Linked DNA regions of Rattus norvegicus: region 1 is linked to region 2. A link is a contact called in public Hi-C data. All regions are on one chromosome and are shown on one strand. The core of a region is the stretch at or near the end of the contact, and the rest is flanking DNA. Distances in the headings are between cores, read along the strand shown. Region 1 overlaps Itpkb (inositol-trisphosphate 3-kinase B). Region 2 has its middle 20 kb from the start of Psen2.

The links. A called contact is a pair of places that touch in the nucleus more often than the background predicts.
Region 1: a Hi-C map of Schwann cells shows a contact between it and region 2, with 5 times the contacts expected there. The contact joins two enhancer-like sites. A contact is called at or near these places in 6 of 12 Hi-C or Micro-C datasets (Schwann cells, hepatocytes, kidney and 3 more).

Annotation. Positions count from the first base shown.
Region 1 is chr13:94,655,378-94,659,506 of GRCr8, reverse strand. All of the region lies in intron 2 of Itpkb (inositol-trisphosphate 3-kinase B), which reads right to left. Among named protein-coding and RNA genes, the nearest start is that of Itpkb, 56 kb to the right of the region's middle. Within about 2 kb of position 2,371, at least 89 of the 93 cell types and tissues checked have an H3K27ac peak or open chromatin away from gene starts, as enhancers often do. A contact at or near this core is called in Schwann cells, where this site is marked.
Region 2 is chr13:94,534,118-94,538,703 of GRCr8, reverse strand. No RefSeq gene overlaps it. Among named protein-coding and RNA genes, the nearest start is that of Psen2, 20 kb to the right of the region's middle. Within about 2 kb of position 3,298, at least 17 of the 93 cell types and tissues checked have an H3K27ac peak or open chromatin away from gene starts, as enhancers often do. A contact at or near this core is called in Schwann cells, where this site is marked.

The DNA.
Region 1 (4,129 bases), core at 1,122-3,621, 120 kb before region 2:
TGGGTAGGAACGGGTGAATTCAATACTTGGCTGGCAGGGGCAGGGGTGTGGGTGGTAGGTAGTGATGCTTGCTGGGGATCCAACCCAAGGACTGATGCATGCTGGGCAAGCCCTTTATCTACCATTGAGCTGCATCACCCAGGTCCAGCTCCATTTATGTATACTTTTGTTGTTATTTGGTATTATGCGTTTGATGAGCTGCATCACCCAGGTCCAGCTCCATTTATGTATACTTTTGTTGTTATTTGGTATTATGCGTTTGAAACTGTTTCATTCTGTAGCCCAGGCTCACCCAAAAGGTACTATGTAGCACAGGTTCATGGAGAGCCTCCTGCTTCAGCCTCCCAAGTATGGGGTTTATAGGCATAAGCCACCAACCTGGCCCCATTTGCCTATTTTAAAAAGAATAAAACAAAACAAGCAAACGAAAAACCAGAGCTGAGCTAAGGCTTTGGTGGGGTTTGTTCACAGGAGACTCAATCTAAGCCACTCTGTTACCAGGAAGGTGGTTTCCTGTGTGTAAACTGACGCCTCCCTAGAAGGGCTCACAGGTGTCAATCATAGCTCTTTGCTAGAGAAAGGGGCAGACAGCCAGGATGCAGGAAGAGGGGCATCCCCAGGGCTAAGCCCTGGGCAAGCATTACTCTGAGGGTAAGCCTGCATGGGAAAGACTGTTCGTGGGAGTCCCTAGTCACTTTCTCTAGGGACTAGTGCTTGGTCCCTTTCCAAAACAGCACTTACTGCCTCCCAACATCTTCCTGGTGTTTGCTTTGATGGCAATCCTGCCATTTGTGAAAATTAAAACATACCCAGATTCTAAAGAAGACTATCTCTTTCCTAACGTGCCAGCCCTCCTCTGTGTCCCCCTCATCCCTTCGGTGCCTTTGATCTCTTTTAAGTCTGGTGTTTTACACTCCTGGAATTTAGAGAGGAGCCACTCTGGTTTTACAGTATCCTGAGTCTGACAACCCCAAGCCAAATATATCAGTTCTCAGCCTCCATGCAGAAAATGGACTGATTAACCACATAAAGGCAGACACCGGGGGTCTTTGAGATGCTGTTGATGGAATGGTTCCTGAGGTATAATATCTTTAACGTTCTACTTCCCCTTTTAACTGGTGTTTGGGGGAGGAGGAAGATCAGAGATGAACTTTTTTCCTTATCAGGGTAGCTCAAGGATATACTTAAAACTGCTTAGGGATGATAATAAAAGCAAGCAATGTGTGAGGAAAAACATATCAAGGATAACTGCAAGGGTTTTTACTTTGTTTTCTGAATTAACTCACAACAGATGTGAACGTTTCAAAAAAGGACAAGAAGAAGAAGAGGAGGAAGAGGAGGAGGAGGAGGAGAGGGAGAAGAAGAAGAAAAAGAAGGAGGAGGAGAAGAAGAAGAAGAAGAAGAAGAAGAAGAAGAAGAAGAAGAAGAAGAAGAAGAAGAAGAAGAAGAAGAAGAAGAAGATAAATGCTACTGTTTTAAATCGCACTTCACAGGCAAGAGCCAAGAAAGCGTCTGACTTTTGAAAACCCTTTTTCACCAGTGTAAAAAGCCTCTTTCTCAGCCGGAGGAAAAGAGCCAGAGAAAGGGATCCAGAGATCGCCACGCAGGGAGAAGACAGAAATGTCTCTGTAGCCTTTTACTGATTGCTGTCTGAGCCTAGGACCTGTTCACGGAGGCCATCAGCCCAGAGTCAGCAGAGCCCTCAGGCCGCTAGGGACCGCTCAAGGGCGGCACATGCCACCCTGACGGAGGGTGGGGCCTGCGGGCATAGTGTATTCAGACCATTGCTCCACCCCGCCTTTCCATGACGCCAGGCTCCGGGGGAAGGGCCAAGTGCGTGAGAGGTGGGGCAGAAGGCGGGGCACAGCGCTAGGAAAGAAGGGCGGAGCTAACTAAGGGTGGGCAGGAAGGAGGGAGGGCATCTCAGAGGAGGGAGGGGCGGAGCAGAGTTAAGGGAAGCCTGAGTTCCTAAGACCGTGAAAAAGCGCTGGGCTTCCTTCCTCAAACCAATTTGCCTTCCTGAAAGGCACCGCCGACTCTATAACTTAGTTTGGAGGGAGAGGTCGGAGGTAGGGAATGTCTGTGGCCACGAGAGGAAGGGACAGAAATTCGTCCCTTTTATGACCAAGAGAATTACTGCTAAACAATCTGGGAACTTAAAGGAAAAGGAAAGTTCCACCGTGCAGAGAGGAAGAGGACTAGAGAGTAGGCATGTTTCCCCGCAGGTACACAGAGGCAGACATCTGTGACAGGAGTTTGTTGTGAGTCGCAACTCAGTTTAGTTGAAGCAAAAAGCAAAGTCAGAGAGAGGAACTGAACAGAGTTTCTGTTGTCCCAGACACAATTAGAAGCGAATCTGACCACTAGTAGGCCCTACCCTGTCCACTTGCCTTAAAACCTCTGGACACAGCAGAGCCTGTCCCTGGGGATCAAGTAAGGGAGAAGGTCCAATGTGAATGCAAGACACCTTCACCCTGCTCAGGGCACTCAGGCCTTGTGAGTAATGGGTGCAGCTAGGTTGTGGGGGTGGGGAGGGGGAGGGAGGTGCTGACCCGTGTAAACATTTACTTGAGCACCTTGCTCAGTTTGCCTCCTCTCACCATGTCAAATCCAGTGATTTATCAGAAAACAGTACTTGAGGCCTGCGGCAGTGTGTGGGGGCTGCAGGCCCCAGGAGAGAACCCCTCAGTTCCTTGCCAGTCTGGGAAGCACAGTCCTAGCTGACTCAGCCCTCTGCCCTAAGGGATGGTACTTTATTACTGTGGATTAGCCCGCAAGTCCGCTCCTATAGACACCGCCATCCTGCAGAAGGTTCACAGAAAGGAAAAGGAAGGAATACACTTTGAGTATATATTCCATTCCTGTCATTACTAAAGAGAGCTGGGCCAGAGTGGGATGTCTTGAGAAACAGATACAACCACACAGCCCAAATGTAGCCCAGGCTAGCCAGATATCAGGCTGCTTTCTGAAACCACCTTCATCAATGTAAAATGTTTGATCCCAATAAGCTTTCAAAAAATCAATTTATGGTTGGGCAGTGGTGGCACACGCCTTTAATCCCAGTGCTGGGGATCGAGAGGCAGGTGAACCTCTGAATTCGAGGCCAGCCTGGTCCACAAAGTGAGCTCCAGGACAGCCAAGATACCCTGAGTGGAAAAAATAAAAGCAAAAACAAAAAAATAAATCTATATATCTTCACATGGTACAGATTTGGGAGATGGGCAGATGGGCTTTCTCCGAAAAGTGCCATCCACATCCCATATGCGCCTGAGCACTGAGAAAGTAAGCCACACAGGTTCATCTGCTGCCCATCTTAGCATCCTGAAGAACATAATTTACAAGTCCTGGGCAGTTGTCCTCTCCTCCCCTCCTAAGTGTCTGCTAGCAGGCTACGGGTCACACACCTGCCAATTTAGCATCCAGGAGACAGAAGCAATATGGTTGCAGCTCAAGGTTATCCTCAGCTACATAACAAGTTTGAGGCCAGGCCGCCCCATTGCCCTGAAGCCCTTTGGACAGAGTGGAGCCTGTTCCTGGGAGTATTCAGGAACACAGACATCTACGTTAGGGCTCTGTGTTGCAGATAGAATGAATGATGCTGGTAAACAGACGGAGGTGGTGGACTGAAAGCCATCTCGGTTTCCTTAAGGGCTCCCAGGGGGCTCCCATCTCCATGAGCAAGCACAGTCAAGGTTGGCAGGGAGGTGGTTCTTAACCTTGGCCACACTTCAGCATCGCTGGGGACTTAGCGCCCTCTCTTAGAGTTTCTGAGCTAAGCAGCTTAGAATGCAGTCTGGCTCCGAGACTCATTAAAGCTTCCAAAGTTTTTCCAAAATGCGGCTCAGGCCAGATCCACCTGGCTAGTGTTTAATCAAAATGGTCCAAGAAGGCTAAGAATGCTTAAGTAGCAGTCAGCAAGCAGGTCTGGTCCTTGGAAACTTGTGTGCATTCACAGGGAAATTAGATGATAGCAAGACAGGGAAGGGGTGGGAACCATGCAGGCAGAAACTTGCATCTAAGCCCCCACACCTCCTGCCCTCGTGTGACTTGGGCCTTAGTTTTGTCATGTGTACAATGGGCGTGGCAGTAATTAATAATACTTCCTTTGCAGTGTGGAAGAATTAGCTAT
Region 2 (4,586 bases), core at 2,049-4,548:
TCACACGGGGACCTCTCATGGGTAGAATAATTCGCCTGTGATCTACCTGTGAAACATCTGGCCTGGCAGTCTCAAAAAACAGGAAAAAGTAGTTATACAGTCGTGAATTTGCTTATTTTATGCTGTCTCCTCATTTAGCCACCATGGCCTAAAAACAGGCAGGTCCCTTATGCAGAAAGGCGGGATTGTTGCACATACCCTATGCACACGCCCCTAAATACTTCAGGTTACTTCTAGACAACTTCTAACGTGATGTAAATCCTATGTCCACAATCACTACACTGCATTGCTTAAGGGGAATGACAAGGAAAAAGTCTACCCACTTGAGTATAGATGACATTTTTGTTTCATGTGTTTTGGTTTATGATTGAATCTGCAGCCAGGGAATCCACAGGTAGAGTGAGTGTTCTCTCTCTCTTTGTCTCTGTATATGTATGTGTGTGTATGTGCTTATGCGTATATGTATGTATATATGTATGTGTTTGTATGTATATGTGTATGTATTTATGTATGCGTGTGAATGTGTATGTGTGTTTGTGTATGTGTATATGTGTGTGTATAAGTATGCATGTACATATGTGTCTCTGTATGTGTATGTATATGTATGTGTCTGTGTGTATGTATATGTATGTGTATGTAAATGTGTATGAATGTGTGTATGCATGTTTGTATATGTGTGTCTGTGTGTGTCTATGTATATGTGCATATATGTGTATATGTATGTTCATATATGTCTCTATGTATATATGTATGTGTATGAATGTCTGTGTATGTTTGTATATGTGTATATGTGTGTCTGTCTGTGTGAGTCTGTGTATATATGTGTATGTGTGTATGTATGTTTGCATATATGTATATGTATGTGTGTAAATGTATGTGAATGTATATATATATATGTGTATGTGCATAAATGTGCTGTCTTGTGAAGAGGTGAGACTGCTAGATGGTGCTGCTATTTTCTTGTCACTTCTGTAGTAACTGACCCCAGTTTCAGTGATCTGAGACAACGTACACCCATTCTCTTGTAGTTCTAAGGTCTAATTTTTGGAATCAGTCTCGCTGGGTTTCAGTGAAGTTGCTCACAGGCTGGCATCCATTCTAGAGGAGAACCTGTCCCCTTACCTTCTCAGCCACTAGACACTACCTGTCTCACAAGGACACCCTTCCCAGGACCATCTTATTATCCAGAGAACATTAACGTAACCACACCTGTGCAGTCTCTTTTACACACCAGGTGACAAAGTCCTGTGTCCCAGGGATCTATATGTGGGTATATTTGGGACCGCTGTTCAACTGCAGCACGGTTCAGAGGGCTGGCTGCACCAAGGCCTCTGTCCTGGTGAACCGACCACAGTCAGACTCCCACCTCTGTGGGTTGCCTCGGTGCTCTTTATATGTCTTAGCTGGGGAACAGAGGTATGCAGTGGTAGATCTGCCCAATCTGGGCACACAGTTTGCATTCATATTAATTGATTTGTGTTATCATAGCACCAGCTTATCTGGGTTACTGCAATATGCCTCCATCCTTTTGCCAATATCCCAAACGAAGAGAAGTTGGTTCAACACCACCAGATGCCATTGAACAAACTAGAAAGCTGTACTAGTCAGAGTTTTGTCAACCGGACACAAGTTACAATAATCCAGGAAGAGGTAACCTCAATTGAGAAAATGCCTCCAGCAGATTGGCTGGTGGGTAAGCCTTTAGGAATAGTTTCTTGATTCACGATTGATGTGGGCGCCCCAGACCTTTCTGGGTAGTGCTGCCCCTGGGTAGATGATCTTGGGTTGTATAAACCAGAGCTGACCAAGTCATGAGGAGCAAGCCAGTAAGCAGCACTCCTCCATAGCCTCTGCCTCCTGCCTCCGGTTTCCTGTCACGGCTTCCCTTCACACATGGTGGCATGTGACCTGAGATTTGTAGGATGAAATAAACCTTTTCCTCCCCAAAATCTAATGGTGATGTTCCATCACCCTAACTAGGGCAAGCCCTAGTAGAAGCCCTAACTAGGGCAAGGACCTAGCAATCTGTTTATTTCTTTTCCCAACGGCCCTGCTTCTTTAAGAGGGAGTTTTTGGTGTCTGAACCCCTGTGTGACTATGGGCACCAGTGCTGGGAGGCGGTGAGTCCTTACTGGAAAGCAAGGAGTAAGTGAGAAGGGATATCGGAAGGTGCCCCATCTCTGGGACTCAGAACTACACAAGAGAATGAAGACTCTGTCAGCTCACTACCATATTAAAACCGAAATGGCTCCAGAGGACAAGGTCTGATGGAAACTTTCTCGGCTTGTGGTTTGTCTGTTACCTGAAGAGCAGATAGAATGTTCAGGGGCAGGCAGATTGTGGGGCCACACCCTGGACCTCATAAGAAGGGGGAGCTATTTCTTTGGGGGTGGTGTTCTTTAACTCTTAGGAGGGTCACAGGATCCAAATATGTGAGGCAGGTTACACTGGAGAGACAGGAAAAGGGGTGCACAGGGCCTCCCACACAGAGCTTGGCTTTCCAGAAAGTACCACAGAGAGTGCAACTAGACAACAGCACACTCTTCACTTAGTCTGAAATGGTGTTTTGATTTTGAAGACTCAAAAATGTAAGGAAAGGCTGTATATTTCCTTCCCCTGTCCCAGCTCTTGATGGTGGTGACCTGCAAGGTGACCTCTCAGTCCCTTAGCGGGGCCTCCTACACCCACAAGGACCCTGATTTCCTGGGGATGTCATCCCAGATCCTTGGGGGAGAAATGTTCCCTTCGTTGTTTCAAACTGGATCGCCCATTTGAATGGTCAAGGCCTAAAGAGAGCCGCAACAGCAGCAAGCTCAACTAAACAGGAAAGGGGCGCCTCCCAGTGTTTCTGTAGAGATTGAACCAAAGGGTGCTGGCGCCCTCTAGCGGCAAAGAAGCTGCTTCCTGTCTGCCCAAGGACAAACAGGTTGTGCCTCTCCCAAGGCGGTCCTGGACCGCCACCCGCTTCCAGGATTAGGAGAAAAATGTATGCTGCTCGGGCCTCATGAACTTTGGTGGTTTTAGGATTCGTCGCTACTGTGTGAGGTAATGTGTGTGTTTTCACAAGAATCGCCTTCCAGCATCGCAGACTCGGGCCCCTGCATTATTTGTCAGAGAGGTAAAGACCTCTAGAGCTCCATTCATAATCGTGTAACATATGACCTGTAGACCTACTGTGAGGACCATATGACCGAAGTTCTCAAGGCTATTCTCTGGGGGCTCACACAGTTTTAGGACAGCTCTTCGGGGAAACTAAAGAACAGATCCCTCACAAGCCAAGGAATTTGTGTGAATCACCCACACACTCCCGGTGCAGAGCTCATACACCCGCTGGCTAAACTGTCCTCTGGGCTGAGGATGCCTACCCCGTTAGCTTAAGTCAGAGAGAAACCGTGCATACACAGTGGGGAGGGAATTGCAGAAAAGAATGGCCAAGGACCTGTTTAACATTTGAAAGGGACACCCGGGTCTTAGTTAAAGCTTAAGGAGCAAAGACAACACCTCATATTCACTAAGATGGCTTTTGGGGTAAAAATTGAAAGCTGCTGCCTGTTGAGGAAGCCAATATGGCTACTCCTGAAGCTGTAAGGCGCAGCTATTCCATTTCCCAGGATGTAACTGCCAAAGTTGAGAGCTCGCTCTCAAATATCAGCTCATGCACCCTCACAGCAGTGTTGATTACAATGTATAAGACATGGCGACTCAACTGTCCACCAGTGGGTGAGCAGGATAGTGTAGCCGCACAATTGGAAGACTATTCAGCTTAAAAAGAAAAAAGAAAAAAGAAAGTTCCAATCCATGCTGCATGTAGCAACCCTGAACACAGTATGCTAATGAAATGAACCAGACACAAGCAGGCTCATCACTAAAAATCATGTAGAGAGTGGTATGGTGGTTGCCAAGGTCTGGAGGAAAAGGGGGGAAGCGGGGCTTCAAATAGTTCCTTGCCCAGTTTTTGTTTTTCAGAATTTTGATTACCCCAAAGTCAATTATAGCTCCCCCCTCACACATCGAAACATATACAGAGAGAGAGAGAGAGAGAGAGAGAGAGAGAGAGAGAATGCCAGTAATAAGTTTATATGTTTAGATGATTCTCCATTCTGAGAAACATGACAAAATCTTCCACTGTCCTACCCTGTGCAGCTGAGACATTTCCTTTTTCACCAGTATATACTAATACACGGTGCTGAGACGGTTTGCATATGTTTGGCCCAGGGAGTGGCACTATTAGAGGGTGTGGCCCTGTTGGAGTAGGTGTGTCACTGTGGGTGTGGGCTTCCAGAACCTCATCCTAGCTTCCTGGAAACCAGTATTTGGCTAGCAGCCTTTAGATGAAGATGTAGAACTCTCAGCTCCTCCTGCACCATGCCTGCCTGGATGCCGCCATGCTCCCACCTTGATGATAATGGACTGACCTGTAAGCCAGCCCCATTTAAATGAGAGTTTAATTCATCACATCCTTATAAGAGTTGCCTTGGACATGGTGTCTGTTCACAGCGGCAAAACCCTAAGACAGCAGCCTTCTCAGCTCTATCGGCCCAGTGCTGCAGTGCTTGTGTTCCGGGATGTTTATTTTTCTTGCCAAT